Regions from separate parts of the Danio rerio genome. Here region 2 is linked to region 1. A link is a contact called in public Hi-C data. All regions are on one chromosome and are shown on one strand. Each heading gives the region's core, a stretch centred on a gene start, on an enhancer-like site or on the middle of the called end of the contact. The rest is flanking DNA. Distances are from core to core; before and after follow the strand shown.

Region 1 (5,115 bases), core at 2,272-4,771:
AGATATTTTTCAAGACACTTCTATACAGCTTAAAGTGACATTTAAAGGTTTAACTAGGTTAATTAGGTTAACTAGGCAGGTTAGGGTAATTAGGCAAGTTATTTTATAACGCTTGTTTGTTCTGTAGACTATCTGAAAAAATATCTATAGCTTAAAGGCTAATAATTTTGACCTTAAAAGGGTTCAGAAAAAAATTAAAACTTTTTTATTCTAGCCTAAATAAAACAAATAAGACTTTTCCAGAAGAAAAAAAAAATATATATATATATATATATATATATATATATATATATATATATATATATATATATATATATATATATATATATATATATATATATATATATATATATATTATCAGACATAGTGTGAAGATTTCCTTGTTCTGTTAAACATAATTTAGGAAATATTTAAAAAAGACAAAGACAATCAAAGGGGGGCTAAAATTCTGACTTCAACTGTATAATGTAGTATTTTTGTTTAATGTATGTTCTGCATCCCTACGTTTTGTATAACTGTTACTCTATTATCATATAATCCTGTATGCTTGTCAGTTAAATGCTTCAAAAAAAAAATCTGGATAAAAAAATAGATTACAGAATAGATTGCAGAAACTTAAAAAAATTTGGAAAAAAACGAAGATGTAATCTGCTTAATACATTTTAAAGAAAAGAGAAGGAAGAGAAAAAAAACATATAAATTAAAGTAGAGAAAAACACAGAGAGACCAGAGGGGAAATTATATGATGTTATACACTTATTTTCTTTACTTTTAAAAGACTTTTTGTTTTATGCCCATTAAAGACATGACTTACGGTGACTTATAGTCAATTAAAAAAATTGCCAGAGTTCGATTTTTTCCAAAAATGTTCATGTACATGTTAAACGGTTAACAATGTACTGAATGCAGGATTTAGAGTTGTAATAAAAGAAAATTATGTCAAAAGTATTTAAACAAATATCATCCTTTGTCTTTTCTGAGAGATAGATACTGGTTCCGTCAAAAATAGTTTCACACAAGTACATTCACAAAAAAGATGAACAACAGTTTCTTTCAAGTCACAAAATGTACATTTGTTTTCAATATTTAGCATATATTTACGATAACCATACTGAGATCCAAAGAGTTGCTTTTTTTGAGATTTCCAACGTCATTTGAGTTAAAAAAAAATATAAAATAAAAAATCTACAATTTAGAGTTTTTACGTTTTGTTTTTATTTTTAATTGTACAGCATGTCCACTGTAGTGGACCACAGGCCCGTTTTAGAATCCAAACTAGAGCCAAACTCAGACAACAGAACTGTACAGGATATGGCTGTAAAGGGATATAACAGTAATGTAACAAAAACAAAACAAAAGCCATTTTTTTCCTTTTGTTATGAAATTCCTGAAACAATTTAGTCTGAAAGAGATGTTAATCCAAAACAAACTCAACATAAAAACAATTTAAAAAAAATCATTCTCTAATTGTCTGATTGTCAGACTCTAAGTCAGAGTCTCCCTCAACTATCTAATAAAGAGTCCTCTCTGCTTCAGTTCTGCCTTCTACAACATGCAGTCATTAATTACATTAAGATGGTCCTGGTGTCCACTATAGTTGACATTTAAAAAAGGATGATATTTTGTAACACAAACAATTAAAAAAAAATAAAAAAGTAAAAAAAAGTAAAAAAAAACATTTACATTCCTCTCTCCTTCCCATAAAATTTGCTTGTTTGTATGCTGGCCATTTTGGATGCAGTTTTCCTAGTTTGGCAGCCAACCAAATGACATATCACTAGAAAGCCCAGGATGTCCTCTGCACAGTACAACAGTACTTGACAGAGTAGCTCAAAAAGAAAATTCATGAAAACGCAAGGTCCACTACAGAGGAAGTCAACCGGCATGGTCTCAGGAGTTAATAGTGCTATAAGGATAGCATCTATGTAATATTTTACATGTAATTTCTTTAACTTTGTTCATTAGCAAGTATTTATGTGGATGATTCCAAGTAATGTCTCAATTTATGATAGATGTGGCCTGCCATTAAAAAAGAAGCTGGAATTGTTTTATGGTTAAATAAATTCTGCATCACAGTTATTGAATTTGTAATCCACTATTGATATCCCTTCTTTTGAGATTGGGTTGTTTGGTCTATATGAAGGATCCAAATAAAAAATTTGCATCCTTTCATAAAGTTTTTGAACCATTGGGAATGGCATTAATTACTGTGTTGAATTTTTTTACTAAGGGTTCAAAAAGTTTAGCTTGGAAGGATGGACCATGAGATTGACAGGCAGATTGGTGCAGCGGCAGCAGTAATGTGGTCGATGTACTGGTCCGTTGTGATGAAGAAGGAGCTAAGCCGAAAGGCAAAGCTCTCAATTTACCAGTCAATCTATGTTCCTACTCTCACCTATTGGTGAGCTTTGGATCATGACCGAAAGGACAAAATCTCAGATACAAGCGGCCAAAATGAGTTTCCTTTGAAGGGTGGCAGGGTGCACTCCCATGGATAGGGTGAGGAGCTCTGACACCCAGGAGGAGCTCGGAGTAGAGCTGCTGCTCCTCCACATCAAGAGAAGTCAGCTGAGGTGGCTCAGGCATCTGTTTCTGATGCCTCCTGGACGCCTACCTAAGGAAGTGCTCCCGGCAGGCCCCACCGTGAGGAGGCCTCAGGAAAGACCCAGGACACACTGGAGGGACTATGTCTCTCGGCTGGCCTTGGAACACTTCGTGATTCCCCCAGAGGAGCTGGAGGAAGTGTCTGGGGAGAGGGAAGACTGCTGCTCCCGCGGTAGAAAAATGAATGAATCAAGAAAACTCAGATGACTCTTACTTACCATTTTCATCTAATAATTAATTATATATATATATAAAAAAACAATAATTTAAAAACCATTTCTCGAAATTTGCTTTTGTGAACAATACTTTGGTTGTTCAAATGAAGCCAGAATGTGGTTTTAGAATATGCACGGTTATGAATGAATTATGCATTGCTATACCGTAAAAAAAAAAGATAAGTAAAGCTAAAAAAGCCACCAAAGACGAATTAAAATGGCAGCAAAACATACAACAAAATAAAATAATGAAGTAAATCATCAAAATACATGGGCAAACACACAATTCCAGCAGATTTCTACCTTGTGCAATAATACATTTGGGGAACATTTACAACATACCTAGTTATTTTCATCAAAATGTGCAGTATAGACAGAACAAATAATATATATTATCTGTACATTGGATATGTGTTTATAATTTATATGGTACAGATTTATAATATATGTAGTAATATAATATAAAGTGACATGTAGTAAAATAAATAATAATGATAATAATGATAATAATGATAATAATGGTAATAATAATAATAATAATAATAATAATAATAATAATAATAATAATAATAATAATAGCTATAAAATACACATCCAATCAATTTTACGGATTTTAAATATACGATTTTACAATTTAAATCGAGAGGGCTCAACAATAAACTTAACATTTAAATAAATAAATAAATCGAGAGGGCTCTTATTTGTTGCGAAAGTGCCGCTGTGAAGCAGCTGATAATTTCAGTCAGTGGTGTTCTCACATGTCCTTCACAGTCTGAGCTCTTACATCAAAGGTAGCAGCTTTAATACTTTCACATGCTTTACTTATTTATACGGTTTTTCCCGTCAAAATCTTATTTATCGTAACGCGAATATTAATGCATTCAATTTGAGAGGCATTTCTGCACGGTCGCTGTGATAAATGTACATGATGCTAAAGGCTAATGTAGCCACTCACCTCTCACTGCTCTGAGGCCTTTATTACTAAAGATTCTGCATTTATTTTAGGAGATTCTGCACTGTTTGACAACAGAAAGATTTATGTTAATTGTTTATTCGTCTGTTTTAAAGCATCGTAACGATGGCAGCTCAGGTCACTGAATCAGATCAGATCAAACAGGTAAGAGAAAACACACACACACACACACACACACACACACACACACACACACACACACATGCATATTTATTGAATGTATATAGTTTTGAATTTGAGTTGTTTATTGTATTTTGTAGTTTAAGGAATTCCTGGGAACCTACAATAAACTGACAGAGAACTGCTTCATGGATTGTGTGAAAGATTTCACCACAAGAGAGGTCAAGCCAGAGGAGGTATGTGATTTTATGAAGAATTCAAATGTTTAAACTTTAAATGGCATCAAAATTACCTTTAATCAGTAAAACTTACCCTGCGTCTTCAACAATATCTCTGTAAGCAAGTATTTTTGTTTCTATGGTACAATCCTGGTTCACCACAAACTTCTTGAAATTAAATGACAATAAAACTAAACTTTTACTTATAGGTACACGATCCACTTTAAATAAATCCCATAGTTTTTCCATTTCCACAGAGGATTCTGTCATTACCCCCTCCCTTCAGGTTAAGAGTCTGGGGGTCATCTTCGACAGCACCCTTTCATTCACTGCACATGTTAATAATGTCACCCGGTCCGCCTATTTCCACCTTCGAAATATAAATCGTTTACGTCCTTCCCTCACACCTCACTCAGCTGCCATTCTTGTTCATAGTTTAGTCACATCCCGTTTAGATTACTGTAATTCCCTTCTGTTTGGCCTCCCTTAAAAAAACTCTTCATAAATTACAACTGGTACAAAACGCTGCAGCCCGTATTATCACATAAACCCCCTCTGTCGGTTACATCACACCCATTCTACAACAGCTTCACATCTCTTACAGAATTAATTATAAAATACTTCTTCTCACCTTTAAAAAGCCATCCACAATCTCGCTCCTCCATACCTTGCTAATCTTGTTCATATCGCCACACCTTCTCGAACACTCAGGTCTTCTTCCATTCACCTCACTGTTCCCTCTGTCCGCCTTGTCACCATGGGGAGCAGATCCTTCAGCCACTCTGCTCCTCAGCTTTGGAATTCACTTCCTCCTGTTCTCCGTAATGTAGACTCTTTCACAATTTAAGTCCAGACTCAAAACACATCTGTTTAGAACAGCCTATTCTCTTTGACCCGATTGCATTGTTTTGTATAGTATTCTATTGTTTTTGTGTTTTTATTTGAATTGATTGTTTTACCTGTCCTGTACGGTGACCTTGAGTGT
Region 2 (5,500 bases), core at 2,557-5,056, 33 kb after region 1:
TGGTTTCTAAAACTAAATTTGGCAGTGTTGTTTTCATTCCCATCTTCAGCCCTTTACATTTTTGCCATTGTTGCTGCCTGTCATCTTAAGGGAGAAGGCACTGACTGAGTGAGTGAAAGCTGATATTAAACTATCTATTCGCATTCAGTTCTAGAGCAGTGAGCCAATCAGAAGAGCTTGAAGGCAGGGCTTTGTTTATTGCTACAGACAAGTTGCATGTTAATTTGCTAAAAGAAAAGACAAGTTAATTTATGTGAAATCGTAAATATAATTACGTTGCTTTTTTTTTGCTATTTAGTTCATAACATCAGTTTAAACCTTTATGAAGTTTTAAAAAATAAAATCAGTTGTTCACAAATAATAATGCAAATAAAATATCACTGTTAATCTATTCTCAAAGTTGGGTTGGGAGCTGGGTCTATTCTACGCAAGCTATGATGACTTTCACCTTGATATTTTAGTGTGGATGTATACCTGACTGGTGAGCTGTCTGACAAAAAAAAAAAAAAAAAAAAAAAAAAAAGATTACAGTGAGATTAATCTAGATAAATATTAATATATGCCCACCTGTTATAAAAAATATAAGATTTGAAACTATTTATAGGCCTATATATATATATATATATATATATATATATATATATATATAGGTTATCATACTCCAAATCTAAAGAGTTACCGATTATTGATATCGGGCCGAAAATCCATATCGGGGCAAGCCTGAACTCCTTCTGAAGTCCTCTCTTTTGTAAAGATTGTAGAGTTTCTATTGTCTTGCCTTTACACAAGTAATTTTTTCCAAATTTAAAACTAAAACTGAAAAAAATATTTGGTGTACGGCATAATTAATTGCTAGGCAATCACTGCAAAGTTAATTTACTGTAAACTGGCTTTTTGTTCAGTTGTTTACACTGAAAGGTCAAAAATACAGTCCACAGCATGCAACAGATGCACTAATAAAAGAGAAAATCTAGAATTTTCTTTTAATCATCATTTAATGATCTACAGTGCAGCGAAAGTCACCTTTAAAAGTGTAAAATTGTCTTCAGTTTGTGTCTACGACAGAAAAAGAACACTAGCTGCTGAGCAAACAAATACAGTCCTGTACAGCAGGATTTGTGAGAGCTTGCACTTACTTTCTGTAGGCAGTTTTCACATTGTATGAGGCAGCAGAGTTCAGCACGGGAATGCCGAGATCCATGTAGATCTGTTTCCAAATAGAACCACTCTCAATCTAAAAAAAGAAGAAAAAAAAGACAAAAATAAACAAACAAGTCTTTTCATTTTAGTCTTTTTGGTGACTAAAAGCACTAATTCTGGTTTTTAAGAGCTGGTAGTGTTGTGCATATACGTCTACCACACCCAAAGATCAGAAAGCTTAGAGAAGCATGACATCACTTGGACAAGCGCAACCGTTTTAACAATTATCACCACTCCAAACTTTAAAATGTAATTACACTCAATAACAGTCACAGAACATTAATTTGATAAACAAGTCTTTTTTTTTTTCATCTTAGTCCAGCTGAACTTCAGAAATTTAATCAGTGGCCACTTTCGCTTCATATTTTTTGGCAAGATCCCACTTCCCATTTGCCAGAGTCCAATAAACAAGAGGGTGGGAACGCTTCGAACACTCACATTGTCACAGCCTCCGTGAATATGTACCAATCGGAAGAGCTTGAAGAGGTTGAGATCCTTGTAGCCAAGTACTGGAGGTTTGTTAATTGGTGTCCCTGGAAGGAAAGCAAAGATGCAGAGAAGCGTTAAACTAAAATATTGCCAAGCATAACTGGTCATGAAATAGTCCTAAAAAAAAATTTGAGAAATAAATAAGCTTTTGAAAGCCACACACAGATTATAAAAGACATCCCACCTAGAGCTGCACAATATTGGAAAAATCTGAAATTGCGATATTTTGTATATCTGCGATACATGGAGATACTGTTGTCCTAAAAAAAAAAAAAAATTAAGTAAAAAATAAAAAAATAAATCTTACTCATACCCTAGGAACGTTATTACAAAAAATTCTGAGGGTTTTAAACCTTGACTTTTCCAAACCACGGTATACCTTGAAAACGGTTATCGTCCCATGCCTACTATAATCCCAAATCAACATAGCAGATCTTGTGATGCGACTATTGCGGATGCACACATTTTAATAATCCCAAATCAACATAGCAGATCTTGCGATGCGACTACTGTGGATGCACACATTTTAATATCATATTGTGCAGCCCTAATCCCACCCATGATATACATCATTCAGCCAGCCCAATGAAAATAGTTTCATCTCAGCTGGTGAGGTGAAAGTATTACCTCTGTCCTCCATGAACTTGTAAAGCTGTTGTAGAAAGTGGTCCCTTTCCTCTGGATCTGGCTCATCATCAGGCTGGATAAGAGAAAAGTACAACATCAGAATCTGAGGTGTGGAATTATCACATACCTTACTTTTTCACAAACCATGGATCTTTTACAGTGAATTATGCTTTTTTTGGCTGAACTGTCCCTTTAACAATTTATTTACTAACTGGACGGTAATAAATGTGATTCTTTTTGAACATTCAATAAATGCAACTCTTCTTGAATGTTCAAAAAGCATTGCGTTTATTACCTTCTCATTGATGTAATAGACAATTCTTTTTGAATGATTTTAAAATGTGTTAGATGGATGGATAAACAGATAGATGAATAGACAGATAGATGAAAAGATCAAATTGGTCATATATTACCATAATTTAGGTTTTTGTTGTGTATATTTAATTACAAATTTGTCAGAACAACCAATCATGTAATTGCATCCCTTCATCTCTCAATATCCAGTCACAAACACAACACCGTAACAGTTGTCAGAGATGAACGTGCCTGAAAGTGAGTCAGGCTAATTTACCAACCACTCCTACTGATTCACAACAGCTTAAGAATTATTAACAAGAACCGGCTCATAGTAGTCATTAGTTTCTGAATGGAATTACCCTCGTCATAGTATATTAGTGGCAGTGTAAAAGCATCAAAAAAAATAGCTGTGATGGTAACAACGACATTTTAGTACAAGTGTCTTCCAGCAAGAATGCACATTCAAGGATTATAACGCTTAAGCAAACTTCAAAATAATATTAAATAATAAATAAATAAAAAAATATGAGGAAGTTCTTGCCTAAAGGTTTGTTTGCAGTAAATCTTCAAAACACTACCTCAAACCTTGCATCTTAAATTCTGCCTATAGCATTAAAGTGAGGCATTTCTGTACAGCACAGGAGAGACAACTCAGCAAAAGCGCTTTGCTGCACCAAGCATCAAATCAGCAGCATTTTTAATGATCCCATTCATTTACAACAAAGGAAATATTAGGATTTACTAATAAACATCCTATTAAAAATGCACAACCTTTAAAACTACAACTTCAAAAAAATAGGACATCTGATTACAAAACATTTTTTTAATTTTAAAGAGATGTAGTTTAGCATTTCCCTAGACTAAAAGTTAAACTGATGGCTTTCTAAATGCAAAATTCATTTAAAAAAAAACAAAAAAAAAACAAAAAACAACCCAACGCTTCCAACGAATGTTTCTACTTATCTTTTCACATGCTGGCCTTATAATTGTGCAACGTGCACAAAGTTCCCCAGTGAGGAGAGAAGAGTCTTTGAGATGAGATCAGCCCTGCCCACCATCAGAACTGGCACACCTCCACTGGGCCTCAGCCAATCCCGCCGCCTTTTCACAACCAAAAGAAATGAGTGCGGTTGCCATGGGAACTTGTCGGAAAAACCAAGCAAATGGCCATTTGTCCAAACTCAGAGAGCAGGAAGAATGAGACATTGTTGTCCAGAGCCTGGGGGCTTTCCCACATGCTGGGACCATTCAGTGGGCTTAATCAAGGTGTACGAGAACACGAGATGTAAAGGGCCGATGGAATGTCTTCACAAATCAACATAAATACCAACACTGGGGCTCTTGGAGTCACCACTGGAAGCAAATGGCGTAGTACTGCTTTGGCACACCTGGTGCCTAGCTCTGGCAGACCCTTTAATCAGAGAAATCCCTGCAAAACTACATGCCAATCAATGGAGAATAAGAAACAAGTATCCAAGCAAGAGCAAAGTCTCAAATACCATAATAAAATGGGGGAGAAACTAATCAAACAAGAGTGCAACTTTCCCAACTTAACCGACTACTGATAAAAAAATAAAGTAGTAATACATCAAAACCATCATAACTCACCACAACTTCTGAAAGAAAACCCATCTATGGGGAAAAAAAGGCAAAGAAATGAAAATGACAGTAGTGCTGGAGTCTTACTTCCTCTGGTTCTGGCTCCTTCTCCTCTTCTTCACCCTCTTTGCCTTCACCATCTTCATCTTCATCGTCTTCATCACTGCTGGAAGATTCGAGGATCTCGCTCAAGTCTACTTTCCACCTGTCAGGGATTTGTCTGTTCTGTAGAAAGAGCTTTGCTGCTTCACACCCTGGCAAAAGCAACAAAAAAAGGACAAAAAGAACGAGTAAGAGATGAAACTTTGACCTGGAAACATTCAAGTGAACAGAGGGCAGCTAATCTTGGGTCTTGTACCTTTTCTTAGGGAATACTCAGGTTTGGACAGGGTATCAATGTTTACTTCCTTAACATCTTTGCGTGCAACGGTGTGACTGCAGAACACAAACAGAGATACATCAGAGAGAAAACAACAACAACAACAAGTAAATGTTACAATAAATTATTAAATATAATTCATAACAAAACAAATCACATAAAATGTAAAACATCTGCATTGAAGTTCTTGAAAATACTTAAGGAAAGCTTTTAAACATGGAATAATGTCTACCAACAAAACAGTCACAAGATAGTTAAAGACTTTGGTGTGTCAATGTCAAAGCTACTCTTCATTGCTACTTACAATTTGGAATCAGCAAATGATCTCACTAAACATTGGTCCTTTTTGACAGTTAGGTCATCATTGCAGCTTGGAGATATCACCTGAAAAAGAGAACATTGAAGCGAGCGAGTCTTTACCAGTGTCGAAATACTAGAATTAAAGATTTAAGTCTTAATTGATAATTTCATCATGAATATATATATATTAAAAAAAATAAATAAATAAAAATCATTGTCTGATGCATAAATTCCCACCTGAATTAGTATTTTTTTCCTATCGGTTTCAAGCACATTTGGAAAACTCTTTTCTAATTTCTAAAATCTTTTCTAAATTATTTTCTAATTTTTTATGAATCGTGCATTTGCATTCGCGAGGGTAAATAACAGTAGCATTTAAAGTATTTGCATGATTTCTGTCATTGTCAGCACTATCAAATTTTGTGCCTTATAGCAGCTATCTTGGCTATTAGAAATGAGCTGTAAGTACAAATGCTGGTCATTGGGTGAAATCTAATCCAGTGACGCACTGAGCCAAAGACACACCGTGCCGATTTGTACATTCTGTATCTGCGCGAGCCAGTAGTTTATTGCCTCATTACACAAAAAGAAACCCAAAACTGTGATCCA

The links. A called contact is a pair of places that touch in the nucleus more often than the background predicts.
Region 2: a contact with region 1 is called in a Hi-C map of embryo, with 2.0 times the contacts expected there. The contact joins the enhancer-like site here to the promoter of timm9 in region 1. A contact is called at or near these places in 2 of 18 Hi-C or Micro-C datasets (embryo and gastrula embryo) and 1 of 4 datasets of contacts at active chromatin or transcription factors (embryo).

Annotation. Positions count from the first base shown.
Region 1 is chr17:12,566,531-12,571,645 of GRCz12tu, forward strand. timm9 (translocase of inner mitochondrial membrane 9 homolog) reads left to right here and starts at 3,522. Exons shown (of 4, transcript NM_001159911.2): 1 at 3,522-3,610; 2 at 3,888-3,936; 3 at 4,053-4,148. The coding sequence starts at 3,898.
Region 2 is chr17:12,599,210-12,604,709 of GRCz12tu, forward strand. arid4a (AT-rich interactive domain 4A) reads right to left here. Exons shown (of 21, transcript NM_001031668.1): 9 at 4,896-4,975; 10 at 4,571-4,647; 11 at 4,300-4,466; 12 at 2,317-2,389; 13 at 1,639-1,733; 14 at 1,137-1,234. Among named protein-coding and RNA genes, the nearest start is that of arid4a, 14 kb to the right of the region's middle. Within about 2 kb of position 3,807, at least 11 of the 62 cell types and tissues checked have an H3K27ac peak or open chromatin away from gene starts, as enhancers often do.